3 separate regions of the Macaca mulatta genome follow, and all the other regions are linked to region 1. The links are chromatin contacts, called in public Hi-C maps. All regions are on one chromosome and are shown on one strand. Each heading gives the region's core, a stretch centred on a gene start, on an enhancer-like site or on the middle of the called end of the contact. The rest is flanking DNA. Distances are from core to core; before and after follow the strand shown. Region 1 holds the start of PXDC1 (PX domain containing 1). Region 2 holds the start of ECI2 (enoyl-CoA delta isomerase 2). Region 3 holds the start of PRP4K (pre-mRNA processing factor kinase PRP4K).

Region 1 (3,517 bases), core at 543-3,042:
AAGAAAACTGCTTCGATGCTTGAAATAACACCCAACTGTCTGGAGAACAGCTATGAATGTGAGGCTCTGGGGAGCAGAGGGAAGCCTGAAGGGCGGGCCTTCTCGCTCAGGGCCCCAACTGGCTGGCTGTGGGAGCCCTTCCAAAGGATGTGTCATGAGAACCGAGCTAATTATCCACGTAATTCACACACTGGGGTTGGGGCCATCACCAGGGAAAAGCAGACGTTATCTCAAGACCGCAGACAGACAGCAGGCTGGGGAGACTGCGACGGGCCACCCTCTGCTTCAGTAACTTGGCCCCAGGCTTTCAGGAGGTCTCCGCTTAGAGAAGGATTGAAGGAAGGCTGCTGGGCCACTGTCCCCATGCTCGGAGCTACAGGTGGTCACACGTGTCCGGCGGGGGGGACAGGGGTGCTGCTCGGAAGTCCTCCACTCTTCCCGCCCCTTCTACTCTCCTGGCCCTCCCAGGCGGCCCCCCTCCCCGGCCTGCTCCCTCCACCCCGCATTCTTCCGTCTCAACTCCAGCCCCTCTCTCTTGCGTCCTCCCCGCTTCCACCCCCTCAGCTTGGCCTCCAAAAGAAAGCTCGGGCAGAGCCGTAGGAAAAGGGAAGCCACCGCGGTTTCTGAAAACAAGAATTCCCGCGAGCCAGGACGGTCACAAGGCCGGGGAGGAGGCGGCGCAGCTGATCAAACTCGAATGGGGACCAGCCCTGGTCGCGGTGCGGGGGGGCCCTGGCTGTCCGCGGCAGCCGCGGGCGGGGCGGCCCCTCCGAGGAGGGACGGAAGGGCTGCGTGGCACCTCGTGCTCGAAGACCAGGGGTGCGCCCTCCGCGGGGAGAACTCAGGGGCGGCTGCCAGACCCGACGCGACCCCCGGCTAGGACCCTGCAGTTAACTGCTCCCAGACGCCTTCCCAGTGCGCCCGCCCGCCCGCCGGCCCTCGGGAGGTACTGGGCAGGGGCTAGGGCCGGGCTGACCCTGGGAGCCGCTCAGCCCCTGGCGCCCCCGCCCTCCTCGGAAGTGACTCGTCCTCGGGGAGAGTCCGGCTCCCGCCCTGCCGGCCTCGGCCCCTTTCCCGCCCCATTTGGCTCCTCCGCCGGGGGCGCCCCCAGGCCGGGCAGGCCGGCTCCGCGTCCCCCTAACCCCGCCGCCCGGGCACCCCTCGTCTGCGGGCGCGGGGTCCAAGTGTGCCCTGTCCAGCGTGGGCAGGAGGGAGAAGTCGCAATCTCGGTTGAAGTCTCTCCCCGCCTCCTTCGTGCACTTCAAGGTAGCCTCGGCCCCGCGCCCCCCCCGCGTCCCCGGCCCCGCACCTTGCCGCAGCGGCCCCCGCGCCAGCTCCGACCGGTCCTCGGGGAAGGCGTCGCGCAGGCGCTGCCACAGGCGACCCAGGTCCGCGAGGCTGCGATGCAGGTAGAGCACGCTGCGGTCCGACCACTCCGTGCGGATCTCGAAGAACTCCTCCTCGTCGCCGCGCCGGCTGACGATGAGCCTGCGGATGCCGTTCACCCAGCAGCCACGCACGAACATGTTCACGAGCGACGTGCCCTCAAACACCGCCGAGGCCATGTCGCACGCATGCCCCCTCCAAGGGCGCCCCGGCCCCGCCGCCCGCCCGGCCGCAGGAGGCGCGCCCTGGCCGGGGTCGTCCCGGGTACGTCCGTGGCCGGGGTAGTCCGGGGCGCGTCCGGGGCAGGAGTCGTCCGCGGTGCGTCCGGGCCCGGGGTCGTCCGGGGTCGGCCCGGCACTCCAGGAGGCTGCGTGCGGCCCGCGTTCGGGGCGGCGCGGCGGCGAGTGGCTCGGGCCGGCCGGGCGCGGCTTTATAAGGCGCTTCCCATCGCGGGCGGCGCGGTAGTCGACGTCGAGGCCAGGCCGCGTCCGCCTCCCGCCCGCCTCCCGCGGAACGGGCGCCGCGGGCCGCCCTGGAAAGGAAGAGGTCTGGCTGGCCGCGCCCCCGCCGCCTCCGCAGAGACCGCGCTGCTGCGGCCACGGGAACCCCCGGAGCCGAGAGCGGGGCCGAGCCCCGAGCGCCCGCCCCCGCCTCGCGCCCCCCGCGCCTCCTCCCTCGCGGCCCCGGAGCCGCAGGTCGGTGACTGGACCAGCCGGGAAGGGAGGCGGGGCGGGCCCTGCCTGCCAGGCGCTAGGCGCCGACTTTTTTCTCTTTCCGTTTCGCGATCCTCGGGACCTCCCAGGGCTGGGAGCTGCGCGCCCCACCCGGCCCGCAAGGGGATGGCAACTACCGGGGGTCCGGAGGCGGGGCTGCGAGTGTCGGGGCGGAGGGCGCGGGCTGGGCCGAGCGCCGCCCCGACCAGGGCCCAGGCCAGGCCGGCCCGCCCCGGGTCCCCTCCGTGCCCCGCGTCCCCTCCGTGCCCCGCGTCCCCTCCGTGCCCCGCGTCCCCTCCGTGCCCCGCGTCCTTGCCCTCGCGTCCCCGCCCCGCGTCCTCCCGCGCATTCCGGTCATGCCTCAGCCGCCCCAAGGCCCGGGACGCGGCCGGACAGACCGCGGGGCAGCCCTCGGAGAAGTCGGAAGAGGAGAGAAAACAGGGATGAGAAAGTCTCCTGGGAAAGAGCGCCCTGGGAAGCCGGACGCCGTGGGTGCGCTTGAGGGGCCTCAGGAGTGGACGTGGGGAAACCACCCGCCCTGAAAACTGACTCAGCGGCGCGTTACTGAGGCGGTTCCTGTTGGAAGAGAATTAATAGCACTTGAGAATTACAAGTTAGTTCCAGAAATGAATCCAGTGACCTTACAGCGTGTAGGCAGGGGTGGGAGAGCCAGGGCGAGCCCCTCACCTCACCCCACCCCCGCCCCGGCAGCGCTCTGGAAAGCCTCTTAAAGCCCAGCCCTGTGCAGAAACGTTGGAGGCCCAAGGCAGGTGGCCTGCCTGGACTCAGTCCCGACCCAGATGTCCACCCAGGTCCCTACCATTCGGTCCCACCTGCCTTGACTCAGTCCCGACCCGGATGACCCTCACCACCACGACCAGCTTTTATTCCGACTGTGCCGGTGACTTGCAGATAGCATAGCTTCAAAGTTCTTCACCTGGTCTGGGACGGTGAACAGGTCAAGATGGAGAGTGTCAAGAGACTTTGCTTTGTCTATGATGTTCTTATATACATTTGTTAATTAAATGAACGCATATGTTTCCTGTGTAATTTTGTATAGGGGAATAGGGGCCGTGGGAACTGGAAGTAAACAGTGTGTCAGCAGCGCTTGATTCTAGGTGGTGGGAATAAGTGCCGTTGCAGCCACAGGACCAGCCCAAACGAGGCTTACTCTGTTTATAACAAAATGTTGAGTTACCTTGCAGGTGTAACAGAGCCAAAAACTCTTAAGTCACAAAGCCCAGGCATGCACCCTAGAAAAAGGTTTGATGTCTAACAAACATCCAGAACCGACTGTTCCTCTCCTTGGAACGAAGAAGACTGGGACATGACTGGAACCCGAACATTTGAACTCTCAGAAGGGAAGGGTCTCTTGGCCCAGAAGATAGGGGCTAAAATCCAACTCAACATACCTTGCC
Region 2 (3,517 bases), core at 737-3,236, 410 kb after region 1:
TTGATTCATTGCATTTTCAAAGTCCTTCTGACTGGCTCTCATTGCTGTTCTATTCAGGTGCAGCTGAACTACTGGGAAACTAATGACCTGCAGAGAACTACAATTAGGCAGACTGATTTCTATATGTTCCCAACCCTCACATTTCTGCAGCCTGATTTCTAATTGTTCCCAACCCATACATACTAAAATGCTATGTTTGTCCATATTTTCTTTATACTTGCCTCTGCAAACTGGCTGCAAATAATTGGCTGTAAGGATTCCAAGATAGTAACTCAATACGGAAGCTAACAGTACTAACTTTAAATAAATGGAAAAGTAAATAACCATCCAGGGAAGTATTTGTAAGCAATTTAAGATAAAAACAGCCAGAACAGGAATACCATGTAAATTTTGCCAAAAGCAAGAAGTGAAGCGCATGCAAGACAGTGAACAGCAAGAGACCAAAAAGCTAAAGTGCACAGAATTTTGTAACGTGTCCCAAAGTCCTGAAACAGCCTCTGCACTCACTGATAAGCCATAAACTATATCAGGTCAATTCTTGTCTCTTTGCTGGAAAACCGGTTTCCAACATACACACAGGTGGAAGGAAGGGAGAATGGATGTGAATATACAAGAAATATTCAAAAGGGCATAGGAACAGTTGCTGGCATTCCAGACAGAGCCACAGCCTTCTCAGCAGATGGGAGGGAATCTACCTGCAGTGGAAGGGAGTCAGTGAAGGAGGAGGCTCAGCAGGCGTGCCTCCTTTTGTGGGGATGTTTAACCAGCCAGCCAGGAACAGAGCAGAAACAGTAACCACCGCGGGGTGACGAGCAGGTTTTTAAGCACACATAGTGAGCGGGGGTGGGGTGGCAAACTTCAATGCACAGGACTCAGGCAGGCCACAAGCAAAAAATGGATGTTCACGACGATGACCCGGAATAGTAGAGTTAATGGCATCAAAGATGATTAAAATAATACAGGTTACAAAGCCCAAACCTCACACACAAACACAATTACGTAACTCGAAAATGGTACAATGAACTCTAGGTTCAAACTTTGGACTATTAGTAACTGATTCAGTAAGATCAGCCTACAGTAAGTTTTATATTAAAATGATTTTCTGTAAAGGGAAAAACTGCATCTTATATGGCAAATTCCAAGTAGAAAACGAAAGAAAAATTTAAAATGTCCACAAAAAGAAGAAACGTCAAGTTTCCACAAAATGTGGAACAAATTATTTATTTTTAAATAAAGCGTGAGTTTTAAAAACAAATAGCAAAAACACGACCATTTAAGAAATACATAAAGTCGGGAAAATCACTAATAATTTTACCACTTCAAGGCCACCACCGTGTTTCGGTTTTGTTCCCTACACACAGATTCGTGCGGGGTTCCCGGGACCCCTGGGACGTGGAGCGTGCTGCTTAGCCGTGACTGCGTACCCGGCCATTTCACTTTATAGCATACGAGTTCTCCAAAGGGCAAAGAGTGTTAAGTCCACACGAGTGGTAACGGCTTGCGTTTACCTCGCTTTTAGCAAGCAACGCTTTGCACCCCAGAGGCAGCCCGGCTGGGAAGTGCAGGCCCGGGTGTCCGGGGAACCACCGTGCCCAGCTGGGGCGGCTCACCCGCCCGGAGTCCGGCCCCCGGAGGATGGGAGTGTGCGCGAACGCAGGCGGAGACCTCGGGGACTGCGGACAGAGAACCATAGCCCTGACCTCCCGACGCGCCCATCCTGACCCCTCTGGGCCCATCGGTGCAGGAGGGCGCGCGAGTGAGGTGGTTATCCTTTAGTACTGCCTCCCTGGAAAACCAGCAAAGAAAGTCCTGTTGCCACCTAGACAATAGGGAAGGAGGGTCTTCCAACGGCGATGACCTTCGCCTGGACAGCGGTATCCTGCGGGAGACCTTGGGCCGGGAGGCCGGGGCTCCAAGCTTACCTCGGACACCAACGCTGTGCAAGTCTCCAGGCCAAGTGCGCCATCGCTACCCGGTGGGCGGCTCAGGGGCGGGGCCGGGGCTCGGGGGCGGGGCCTGGGCTCGCGGGCTGCGGAGGTTTGGGGGTGGGGCCGGGGCTTGGGTGCGGGGCGGGGCCGAGAGCAGAGCCCAGGCAGGAGCCTGGGGCATGGGCGGGGCCAGGGTTGGGGCGGGGCCAGGCTGAGAACGTAGCCTGGCCGCTTTCGGCGTCAGTAGCCCGTGGGCGGCTCTGGGGCTGCGGGGGCTCGGGGGTGGGGCCGGGGGTAGGGGCGTGGGCGGGGCGGGGTCTCTAGGCGGTCAGGATCCGGGACTGAGATGCGGGGGCGGAGCCAGAGCGAGGCGAGGTATCACCCGGGAGTGGAGGAAGGGCGCGGGGTGCGGGGACGGTGATCCGGGGAGGACCTACGCGGCGCGTGGGGCGGGGCACAAATGCTCCCGGGCCTGGCTCGGAGGAACTGCGAGCTGGAGGCGCGGCTGTTCTCTGGGCGGACCTCAGCAATGCGAACCCTGCCGTTGCCGGAGCACTGAGTGCCCTTCCCGGAGTCCCGCGGAGCCTGGCGAGGAGGGGTCGCTGCATCCCGAGGGCCAGCCGTGAGCCGGGAGATGGGGTAACAATTGAGGGCGTATGCTTAAGAGCAGCTAGGTCATGCACCCCCAAATCGAAGATTTGCAGACCTGGTAGGACACCTGGGAATCAGAAGTGATTTTTGGAGTATGCAACTTTTTAGTGTCAGTTAAGAGTTCGTGGATATTTTTGAGTTCTGCTGAGGCATATGCAAAGTATTTTCTTTGGGGAAGAATTCTTAAGAGTTGGAAGGGCCTTGGCTGTGTCACCTTGTCCAGTTCCCAGAGAACCAAAAAACAAAACAGAACAAAACAAAACCACCCCTCTAAATTCTGTGCCCAAGTTGTCCTATCCAAGCATGCCTAGGCGTTTTAGTATTAGGTAGCTGACACTTGTGGACCATCGATAGTGAGCCAGGCTAATTGTAAGTCTTTGGACAACCCTGTAAGGAAAACGATATTGCCCTTTTGAGCTGATGTGGAAATTGCCCTGTTGAGCATATTGCCCTGTTGAGCTGATGTGGGAACTGAGACCCAGAAAGATTAACCTGGTGAATTCCCCAAAGACATGAGGCTTGCAGGTGAGCAGAATCCAAGTCTCAAGTAACTTTAGCAGTAAGTTTCATCAGATAGATCTGGCTAATAGTGTAGGTAGGGCAACACCGAAAGTCAAGTAGAACAATTTGGGCTTATCCCAAAGCCTTTCTCCAGATATATTTTTTTGTTTTTTTGTTTTTGTTTTTGAGATGGAGTTTCCCTCTTGTTGCATAGGCTGCAGTGTGATGTCACAATCTTGGCTCACTGTAACCTCCACCTCCGGGTTCAAGTGAGTCTCCTGTCTCCGGCTCCCGAGTAGTTGGGATTACAGGCATGCGCCACCAGGCCTGGCTAAATTTTTTGTATTTAGTAGAGATTGGTCAGACTGGTCTCAAACTCCTGACCTCAGGTGATTCACCCGCCTCGGCCTCCCAAACTGTTGGGATTACAGGCGTGA
Region 3 (3,517 bases), core at 707-3,206, 290 kb after region 1:
CAGCGAAAACAAGGCATTTATTTATAATAGGCTCCTGCAAACAAGGAAAAATAAGGCATTTTCCGATTGGAACGTAGTGCTCTACTACCGCTACTCAACAAACATTTGAATGCCAAAGAGTTGTGAGGGTGGGTGCTCTATAAGTGGATACTAAGCGAGGTTATATTCTTGTAGGAAGCAGCCTGATAAGAAAATAGCAGATTTTCGAGTCAGATTTTAGTTCAAAAATCAGCTTGGTACTTGGGAACTCAATCATCAAAAGCAAATTACCTTACCTCTTAGTGTCAGTTTGTTCATGTGTAAAACATGTTAATAGTACCTGATCCAATCTTTTGCCTTCAAGTATATCACTGTTTCCAAGATGAGATCTCTCACAGTTCTACTACATACACTGTTAATTTTAACATTATTTATTTAAAAATAGTTTACTAAGTTTATTTCATTTATTTACTTATTTTATTTGAGACGGAGTTTTTGCTTTTGTTGCCCAGGCTGGAGTGCAATGGCGCGACCTCGGCTCACTGAAACCTCCGCCTCCCGGGTTCAAGCGATTCTGTCTCAGCCTCCCGAGTAGCTGGAACTATAGGCGCCACCACGCCGGCTGATTTTTTGTATTTTTAGTAGAGACAGGGTTTCGCTATGTTGGCCAGGCTGGACTCGAACTCTTGAGCTCAGGCAATCCGCCCGCCTCGGCCTCCCAAAGTGCTAGAGGATTGCAGGCCTGAGCCACCGCGCCTGGCCCTAACATTTCAAAACGTTGGGAATTCAGGCAGCAAGAGACATTTTGTAAGAACATTTGAAACCCTTCTCCCCTGGAAATCAAGAGATATGTATGGAGCCTGGAGATTCCGAACTCAATTTTCTAGGACAAAGGCAAACTAAGATGATTACAAGAATGAAAGTGATCGTCACGCTGCTTCTAGGTTCCAAAGTATGGATATATATATATATTTTTTAATGGAATCTTGCCCTGTTGCCCAGGCTGGAGCGCAGTGGCGTGATCTCAGTGCAACCTCCGCCTCTCGGGTTCAAGCGATTCTCAACTGCCTCAGCCTCCCGAGTAGCTGGAATTGATTATAGGCGCGCGCCACCACGCCCGGCTAAATTGTTTGTATTTTTAACAGAGACAGGGTTTCACCATGTTGGCCAGGCTAGTATCGAACTCCTGGCCTCAGGTGATCCGCCCACCTCGGCCTCCGAAGGTGCTGGGATTACAGGCGTGAGCCACAGCGCCAGGCCGAGAAATTTTTTTTAAAGAGGAATTAAAGAACCTAATTGGTATTGAGAGCTCTCCAAGAACCAGTAAATGTTTTCCCTACAATATTCCATTCTACCCCATTACTGCAGCGTCGTTATAGAAAAAAACAAAATCACATAAAGCAACTTGGGCCAAAAAACATTACACGTTCCAATTACGGAAACAACGAACTGAACGACTCCTGAATCATGTCACCCTTGAACTATGTAAAAGTTGAAAAGATGTGTCAAATACAGTAACAGTTCCACATTAAAAGATATTTACGTCGAGGTACAACCCTAATTTACAGTATTTTAAAACGCCTTTCTACACCCTTTCCGGGGAAGCTAATGCCACTTCAGCTGAGCTATCTAGCGAGATGGTTAAGCATTTACTGTGTCTCTTAACACCGACCAGGGAAAAATCATCAATTCGTTTGCCCGAGTTTATGAGAATTTTCACCCAACTTCCAGTCTCCATAGCCAATCAGTTCTTGGAACCGCATACCCGATGCCGACATCCCTCTCTTGTTGGCTCCCCTCGTCAGCAGGCTTCGATAACTAAACGTCCATTTCTAGCACTGACGAAAGAGCTCAAGCTTGACACGGCCCTCAATCCTCAGCAGCACCGCCCACCATGCTCCCGGAAGTTACGACACTACGCCCTGCGCCAGTCCCGGGACGCAAGGTTTCATATCCGGATTCTTAGCGCGGACTCAGAACCCCGCTCTTCCCTACGCGGTCAGCACATGCGCGGCAGCTCTTTTCCTTCTTCTTCCACTTCCACTACCTTCCACCGTCCGGGAGTCGCCGCCACCGCCGCCGAGGAGTCAGGAAGTTCAAGATGGCCGCCGCGGAGACCCAGTCGCTGCGGGAGCAGACAGAGTAAGTAGTCTCTGTGAGTGGGCCAGAGGCTGGAGCCCGGGGACGGCCGAGTGGGAGCTGCACGGGCGGGCGGGAAAGTTCGGGCCTAACGGCGAGAGTCAAACTTTGCCTTTTCCGGCGCGATTCGTTGTGGGGTGGGAGGCATGGGGAGCAGGCGGCCTTCGAGCTTCCTTCTCTCAGAGGCCGCGGCTGCTGGGGTGAAGGCGGCCGCGGCCTGCAGCGCGTCGTTGCCCCGGGAGGCGTAGGCGCGAGCGGCCTCTACAGGTCCGGTGCGCGTGGCGGCAGTGAGGTCGCGCTTTCCCATTCCTCCCTTGGGGACCCATCTAAGCTCCCTGGCCGCGGCTCTTAGCGGCATCGGTGTTGGGGACACGAGGGTCAGTGGCAGCAGGCGGGGCAAGCCCAAGTTTTTTCTTCCTCTTGCGGTACCCCCAGTCGTCCTTTTACTGGTGTCAGTTTAGGACCTGAAAGCAGAGCGCGGAGGTGGTGGGGTCACACTCTCTGGCCATCCCAGAGCTAGTCTGTGGCTAGCAGGATACTTGATCTCGTCACCTTGTATTCTTTAGTCCAGCAGTCACCCAGTATTGTTTTGTTTTGTTTTGTGTTTTTGAGTGCCTGCCGGCAGCTTTTTTTTTTTTTTACCAACTTGCAAACTTGAGGCAAAGTGAGATAGAGTCTTTGGTTTTGAGGCCTGGCATTTTTTTTTTGTTTTTTTTGCTTGAGTTTATAACCCTTTAGGAGGACGAGTGGAAGGAGTAGTGGGAATTGCTAGCTACTGCCAAACCACTTTATATCTATAATTAAGCTAATATAAGAATCCATGCGGCCAAATGAAAAATGAAAAAAAAAAAAAATACGTGTGTATGCTGCAAGGTTAACCATTGGTTAACTAAAAGCAGTATTTTGCTCTTCATGTCTATGTTAGGAAAACTCAAACAAGAACCATAATAGAGAGAATGGATTTTACGGCAATGTTCCTATAGCGACCGTTTTTTTTGCATCTGCACTGTCTCATCTGTTTCCAGCCATTTTAGAAAGAGGTATAGTCTCCCAGCAAGTTGTGACTGAGCGATAGGAGAAATCTTTGCCACCAGACAACCTGACACTTAATTGCTGTACGTCCAGTTTTGGGCTCTTCAATCATCTGCATTACTCAGCTAGGCGGAAAAACGGAATTTTTAACTAAGGGCTTTTCAAAACTGCTGTATTATTTTTATAATTTGCCTTAGCAGAGAACAAATGGATTCTGAAGTTTTAAACTAGCTTTAACCTCTTACTGTTTCTCACCGAGTTCATTGTGTGGCACAGTTACAGTGTTTATGCCAATACAGTGCAGATCTCGTGCTATGTGGTTACATTTTCTACTAATCTGAAAATTTCTGTAGTATTATGTCCATTT

The links. Hi-C and Micro-C count contacts between places; a contact is called where the count stands out from the background.
Region 2: a Hi-C map of liver shows a contact between it and region 1, with 2.7 times the contacts expected there. The contact joins the promoter of ECI2 here to the promoter of PXDC1 in region 1. A contact is called at or near these places in 2 of 14 Hi-C or Micro-C datasets (fetal cortex germinal zone and liver).
Region 3: a Hi-C map of liver shows a contact between it and region 1, with 3 times the contacts expected there. The contact joins the promoter of PRP4K here to the promoter of PXDC1 in region 1. A contact is called at or near these places in 4 of 14 Hi-C or Micro-C datasets (CD4 T cells, fetal cortex germinal zone, fetal cortical plate and 1 more).

Annotation. Positions count from the first base shown.
Region 1 is chr4:179,508,931-179,512,447 of T2T-MMU8v2.0, reverse strand. It overlaps PXDC1 (PX domain containing 1), which reads right to left and starts at 1,792. Exons shown (of 5, transcript XM_015135486.3): 1 at 1,310-1,792. The coding sequence starts at 1,565.
Region 2 is chr4:179,094,172-179,097,688 of T2T-MMU8v2.0, reverse strand. ECI2 (enoyl-CoA delta isomerase 2) reads right to left here and starts at 1,986. Exons shown (of 11, transcript XM_078000987.1): 1 at 1,820-1,986; 2 at 1-87. The coding sequence starts at 42. It overlaps LOC106997776 (a long non-coding RNA gene), which reads left to right and starts at 2,397. Exons shown (of 5, transcript XR_013416847.1): 1 at 2,397-2,567.
Region 3 is chr4:179,218,829-179,222,345 of T2T-MMU8v2.0, reverse strand. It overlaps PRP4K (pre-mRNA processing factor kinase PRP4K), which reads left to right and starts at 1,956. Exons shown (of 20, transcript XR_013416851.1): 1 at 1,956-2,121. LOC144340585 (a long non-coding RNA gene) reads right to left here and starts at 1,875. Exons shown (of 5, transcript XR_013416853.1): 1 at 1,745-1,875.